2 separate regions of the Nothobranchius furzeri genome follow, and region 1 is linked to region 2. A link is a contact called in public Micro-C data. All regions are on one chromosome and are shown on one strand. Each heading gives the region's core, a stretch centred on a gene start, on an enhancer-like site or on the middle of the called end of the contact. The rest is flanking DNA. Distances are from core to core; before and after follow the strand shown.

Region 1 (3,506 bases), core at 517-3,016, 240 kb after region 2:
TTCATATTTATTTTTCTTATGTGCAATTATTTCCTGTCCAGGGTGAATACGTTCACCAAGTTAACTTCCACAGAGTGTTACTTCGTTACAAAACACAAGTATTACGTTTTATTTATTGCTGCATTTTTATTATTTTAATATTCTTATAGGGATCTTCTGTCCCTAAACTTGTGTGTGTTGTTAGATTCCCCAGAGTTAGCCAAGCCAGAAAAAACGTTTTGTAAGACACAATTTTACTGAGCGGTGGAATATTCCTTCAAGTTAGAATGTATTTGTGGAAACCACAGTTTACAGGAAAAAACTTGAATGTTAGATTTATGCTGTGACTGAGTTTGTGTGTTCTGTTGTTTTTGAGACCTGCTAAATAAATCTTATTTGCATTGCTTGGAAACCCTAGTGAGTTATTGAGACAGTTCCTTGGTGCGTAACAGAGAAATAAGTTAGCATCAAAAAGGCAGAGAATGAAGGGTTTAAGCTTAAGACAATTTTTTTTTGTTTTTGTTTTTTTTTTGTGAGAGAGATTTATCTGCCATTAAATCTGCTATCGGCCTTTCTTTAAAGTTTTATATCGGTATCAATATCGGTTCCAAAAAAAGCATATCGGTCGGGCCCTACTTCAAATTGTGTTTTTCTTTTTGGGACTCTGGTAGTTTGTCCTAAAGTTGAAGCGGTAGCAGCCGGCTATTTCTCCTTCTCTGATATTATTGAGCGGAGAACCTCTCACACCAGTGGTGTTCTGTTGCTAAATACGCGAGTGCGTAATAAATGGAGGACCTTGGGAAGTGCGGGGTTTCAGTGAAACTGACAACCAGATGGTCCAATATTTCCTGTCAAAAGTGTTATTGGCAGAGGTTTTTAGACAAAGGCAAGAGAACCACTTTCTCCACAATATATTTATAGCTATACTATGTTAAAACATTGAGAGGCAAGAAAAAGATGTTTTAAGCTAACTTGTTTTCTAAATTTGCTATAGTAGCTTTAACCTCCTTTACACAAATTATGCCATTATTGCTAACAATAAGTATGTAACTGCTATTTCTCCAAACAAAGGCCGTTCATGAAACTTTCAAAACAACAGACAACTTTGAGATATAATTGTAAAATGGCCAAAAATCACTATTGCTTTTAGTGAATTTAGCTTTTAGCAGCTAAAAGCACGTCTCCCAAATGATTTAATCAATAAAAATATCTTTATTTTCTTTTTATTTTATACAAACTGGCACTTTAAAATATGTCGTTGGTATTTAAGTTTAGGGAAGAAATCTCCAGAACAGAATTACATTTAGCAGTTCTTTTATTTGAACTAGCTTAGTTTAAATTGTGCAACAAGATTCCACAAATGAAACCTACAGATTGTTTGTCAGTGCTCAGCATTATTTCTCTCCCTGTTGTGTTTTAGGTGTGGGCTGATGTGTGCCTCCAGTATTGACAAATCCGTCTGAGCCAGTGAACGCCGCCTGTTGTTGCATTAACTTACACGCTCTCTGCAGGCCATATCTAAAAACTACAGCTAACCGGAGCTGAACACAACTAATACTGATCTTTTCACTGTTTGAGGATTATAGAGTAATAAAATGTGGCTTACTTGAGCCTGCAGGTTTTCGTCATTCCCTGAGTTGACGACATTCGCCATTAAATCATGTAAATAAACGTTGGAAAATAAAAGATGAATCAGTCAATGTTTAGGAGGTATGAGTAAATTAAATACGAGGGCTGCCACCCTGGAATGAACCTCTTATTGTAAAACTACTTCCGGGTCAAAAGTAAAGCTAGGCTACGTGTTTGTTTTTTGTCTTCCGAGTGCTAATATCGATATTTGTGACCTGACAATAAACACAACATTCATACAAATAATCGACAGCCTAAATGTCGTTGTTGTAGTTATACTTGCATGCAACAAGTTGGTTTTAAATGAACAGTCTTAAGATCGTTCATGTCGCTCTTTTATTTTGAAAAGCTCAGACTAGTTCCGCTGAGAGCAGATCAGCTGATCTGTGTGTAAACAGCAGAGTAGGAGAGTCAGAAAGGTACATATTTCTCCGTGTGTGAGCCAGCTGCAGATATAACGTGGAAGTGTGTGAGTTAGTGTGTGTGAGACATAGAGAGAGGGAGCGAGAGTGATGAGTCAGTGGATTTGCGCCGCGTTGAATTCGCTGCAGTAGAGCGGCAGCAGCAGGAGGAGCAAACGGCTCCGAGGGGCTTCACACATCCCATTCAGCTCACTGAGGGCCCTGTGGACACACAGCAGGTCTGACTGGAGTCCTGGATCTCAACCCCTCTGCGCTGGAAATCTGTAAGTCGCACTTTTAGTGTTGATAAGTGAGCTACAGTCAAATATCAAGCTGTGACACCTCACAGCTGCTTCAGAAATTCACGGGTTGATGAACTTTCAAACTATTCTGAAATATGTGCACCTAAAATTAAAGCTTTAGAACTAAAAGTGTATTTAAAAGCCCTTAAGCATTACATGACTACAGCTATGTTTGAGCAACCTTTCAGATTAGGAGTCAGTTGAGTTAAAAATACTTTACATAGATTAAAACACCCCATGCAAGAGGAATGCAGCCATTAGCAGGGTCACAAGATAATGTGAAAGGTTGAAAGACAGTTCAGAGGAAACAACACATGTAAATACATTTATTTTGCATGCAATGCATAATTATTATTTGTAAAATCTTGTTGCATTATAAATATTTCAGAAATCTAGACTGCAAATTCCTTTGCTGAGCTGCATATAGACATTAAGTGGTCTTTTCTTGTTGTTTTTGCAATAGTGTATTATTCAGTATGATAAACTGCACCAGGAGTGATGCTGAAAAACTAGTTCATGCATTTATTACATCAAGACTGGATTACTGTAATTCATTACTCTCAGGAAGTCCACAGAATGTAGTTAAAAGTCTTCAGCTTGTCCAAAATGCTGCAGCTAGAGATCTGATGAGAATTAAAAAGAGAGATCATATCTCTCCTGTCTTAGCTTCCCTACATTGGCTACCTTTTAAATTCAGAATAGATTTTAAGATCCTTCTTCTCACATATAAAGCTCTTAATAATCAAGCTCCATCATACATCAGTGATCTGATTGTTCCATATGTTCCTAACCGAGCACTTCGCTCTCAGGCCTAGTCAACACCATATGTCGATGGTCCACACGTAGCCGGGTTTTTTTTAAACGAATATCCGCCCCTCCAAAAACTTGCATCCACACCACCTCGTTTAAAACAAAAACTCTGTCCACACGTACCTGGATAAATACGTTGTTAAGGACATGCCAGACCTGTAGGCGGCAGTACTTGGAGAAGCCAGGTGCCGGGCAATAGCCGTTCTTAACCTCGTCCTTCGTCTGTGGTCTTCCGCAAGGAGCAGTAATTCCGCTTGCAAAAACAAACAAGCAGAAAGCGCTTGGACAATTGATAAAGCCAGCGCAGCTCTGACGGCATCCATGATGTCGGCTAGTGTAAACACAGGTCGCACACGTGATGTCAGCATTTTTTGTCGCGGAAAGT
Region 2 (3,093 bases), core at 20-2,519:
GCTTTAGAAGGGGACCCATCATTTTTAGATTTGTATTAATTTTCTGATTAGGATGGATTTAGCAAGACAATACAATAAGATCTGTTTTAAATGTAACATAATGTATGATGAACATGACTCTCTTTTCTGTTTTGAATGATTGTAATATGAAGGTTTCATTATCATTGTACATGTGGAATGTAGAAGGAATACTGCACTTAGCAACAGGAATAGAAAAATCTAAATATGGCAAATTTTTCTTCATTTTCAAAAGAAAAGAAACCAAACATAATAGAAATTAAATCTACACTCATAGATCTACAACATGATCATTTTTAAGTAAGCAAATTTTAGTTTTTTTACGACATCAAAAAGAAATAATTGTAATGGAAAACCAGTTTTCCCGATCTAAACCAGACATCAGCAGATTCCTCAAAACAAGTGTTTTTGATCATTTGTACTTATAAATTATCGGAAACTGTATCTTGTGGGTTATTGTTTTAAAAATGTTATTGTCTGAAATAAACAAAAGTAAAATGTGTGTGTGTGTTTTGTGTGGTTCACTGGTTCATGTAACTAGCACAATTATAATAATTTGTAATAACATTTTGGATGGATAACTGAACGTGTTCATTTTATTCCTTTCTTTTATTGACTTTTCTTCAACAGAATCTTTGCAATCAAATGTTTTGATGCTAGGAATAATCAGAAGGGTGAAACACATTTGTTTAAGTCTTCGTTGCTTTTTATAAATATACATGGATGTGCTATGTTTTAATTTCTGTAACAGGGTAAATTCTGGTTTACGAACAAATAAAAACACATTGGCAGGTAGCAAAACCTGACAATTCTTTAACAACGAAATTTGAATATTTCTTTTCATTTTGGTATTTCAAAAATAGGAATTTTAACTTAGCAGCTTTTACACAAGAAAATGTCTTTACACCGCTGACATGAAAAGCAGTAGATCACTTTAAAAACGGGAAAACTTTCAGCATTTATTCTCTAAAAGTTGATGTTATGTGACATAGTCATTGTGATTGTGACATTGACATTGTTCTACAAAAAATATGCATTTCAATGAATGAATGAATGAATGAATAAATAAATAAATATTGTGGTTGTTTTCCTTCCATAACTCTAAAGTAGACTTTTTTGAGAGCAAAACATAATGAATGCAATGTTTTAGCTCCTAGAAAGATTTTCACTCAGCAGTAGCCGTGCTTACACATGTGCTCCACTAGAGGGCAGCAGACGTCTTCTCTCCGTGGCTAACGGTGATTACGAAGCATCTACGTCATTTTCATGAGACGGCAAAGAGGACAGTTGTAGTCATTAGGCAAACCTGACATGACGAATCAATTTACACTGTGATAAAACGTCTTCTTCTCCTAAAGCCAAGCCAGGTGGGTGCTTTGTTGGATAAATGATGCTGTTTTCGGTGTCTCGCCCTGCGAGTTCCTTATTCTCAGCTGGTTAAAACGTGCTGCCTTTACTGAGGCGTTAAAGAGTCCAGCCCATTGTAGAGACCTCCGAGCAGCCTCCTGTAGGAGACTCAGAGCTGTTTATTATCTGCATTTAAACTCATCTGAACTGTATGCAAGTTTAAACAAATGCGCAAAGACTTAACCTGCCATTCTCACAGTTTCTATATTTATTGTGTCATTTGAATCGAGATTCAGGCCTAATCCCTCTGTCTCTCCCTGGATGTAAACAGATCTCTGAACAAGTGTCATCCAGCAGCAGCGATGGTGAGACGTTTATCTATTTCTTTTTATGCTCGTTTTTGTCAACATTTCGTACGCTTACTAGACGTTTTACCAGTTATTAGTCTTACAATATTTGGATTTTCTCAAATCCAAACGGGTTTTGTCGTGTCTGTTGCATCTCTCAAAGGTTTTGGTTTATATTCAGGTGATTTTAATGAGGCAGGAGCAGAGGTCTACTATTTCCTGCTGTTTTCCAAAGTTAAACATGTTGCTTGTGTATTTAAACTGGCCGTTGTTTTGTCTAACAAGCAAGAGTCTGATCCCATCAGATTATGTCTTCTTTCTTTGTTTTACTTTTTCAATAAAAACAAGTTATTTGCATTGAGCAGTAAATGTTAGCTCTTAGTCTTTAAAAGATTTCTATTTTTGTTGTTGTTTTTTACACCTCTTAATTTGTCAGTTTACCATGTTTTCTGCCAGGTGCAACACTTAGTAAAGATTAAATACACCGTTAGATTAGGCCAAAGTAACTGAAATAATATTCGTTCATGCCACAGCTGATATATGGTGTTATCTGCTTCCATGACAAGTCCTCTTCCTGCCGTTTACCATCTTTGGTGTGTTTTTCCAGCATGGACGTGTGAAGGTTAAAACCACAGCCCAGCAGGAGGAGGAGAAGAGAAAAGAGCGAGAGAAGAAGCTAAAGATTTACGTGGCTGCACGTGACGCCTGCTTTGCTAAGGTTCTTTCTGCCGCTCCCCATGCTTAACATGTGACTGTGTAGACAATCTGAGAGAGTTTGCGGTTTGTTCTTTTTTAATCAAACTGTTATAAGGACAAACAATAAACTGCAGTGTGGTCCTCCATATGCTTACAAACAAAATCTGTTTCTTAAAGGGGTTAAATTCACTAAATAAGGACTCTGTAGGTTTGTGTCCACTGTTGGTTTTGGTCTTTGTACGTATTTATTAATCTAAATGTTTCTATTTGCTGTGCTCACTCATGCCTTTTTTCTGTCTGTCAGAGGAAGGAAGAGATTTTTGATGATGAGGCTCTTCAGCTGACCCAGCAGCTTCTCTCATCAAACCCTGACTTTGCCACTCTCTGGAACTACAGAAGAGAAATCCTCCTGCATCTGGAAACTGTCAAGTCAGATATTTGTTCTTGTTCTGATTAGGGGTGCAACGGATCATCATCGATCCGTACGGTTCTCTCTCTACGGTTCTGCACACACGCGGTTCGCGCATCGGTCACGTGGAGGGCAGAGGCGCTACCTGTTCAGTCCAAAGGAGTAATGCACAGCAGTTGTCATGATGGAGGAGGAGAGGAGCTTGAAAAACGGCCTGCATCGTTTAGGTTGCATGTATGGGAGCATTTTGGCTCCCCTGTAAAATACAATGATACA

Evidence for each region. A called contact is a pair of places that touch in the nucleus more often than the background predicts.
Region 1: a contact with region 2 is called in a Micro-C map of tail fin, with 13 times the contacts expected there. The contact joins the promoter of impact here to the promoter of rabggta in region 2. A contact is called at or near these places in 2 of 2 Hi-C or Micro-C datasets (skeletal muscle and tail fin).

The regions. Positions count from the first base shown.
Region 1 is chr8:41,010,089-41,013,594 of NfurGRZ-RIMD1, forward strand. impact (impact RWD domain protein) reads right to left here and starts at 1,767. Exons shown (of 10, transcript XM_054730041.2): 1 at 1,586-1,767. The coding sequence starts at 1,633. osbpl1a (oxysterol binding protein-like 1A) reads left to right here and starts at 1,947. Exons shown (of 29, transcript XM_070554037.1): 1 at 1,947-2,293.
Region 2 is chr8:40,771,128-40,774,220 of NfurGRZ-RIMD1, forward strand. It overlaps rabggta (Rab geranylgeranyltransferase subunit alpha), which reads left to right and starts at 1,270. Exons shown (of 17, transcript XM_070554040.1): 1 at 1,270-1,385; 2 at 1,697-1,730; 3 at 2,320-2,430; 4 at 2,713-2,837. The coding sequence starts at 1,728.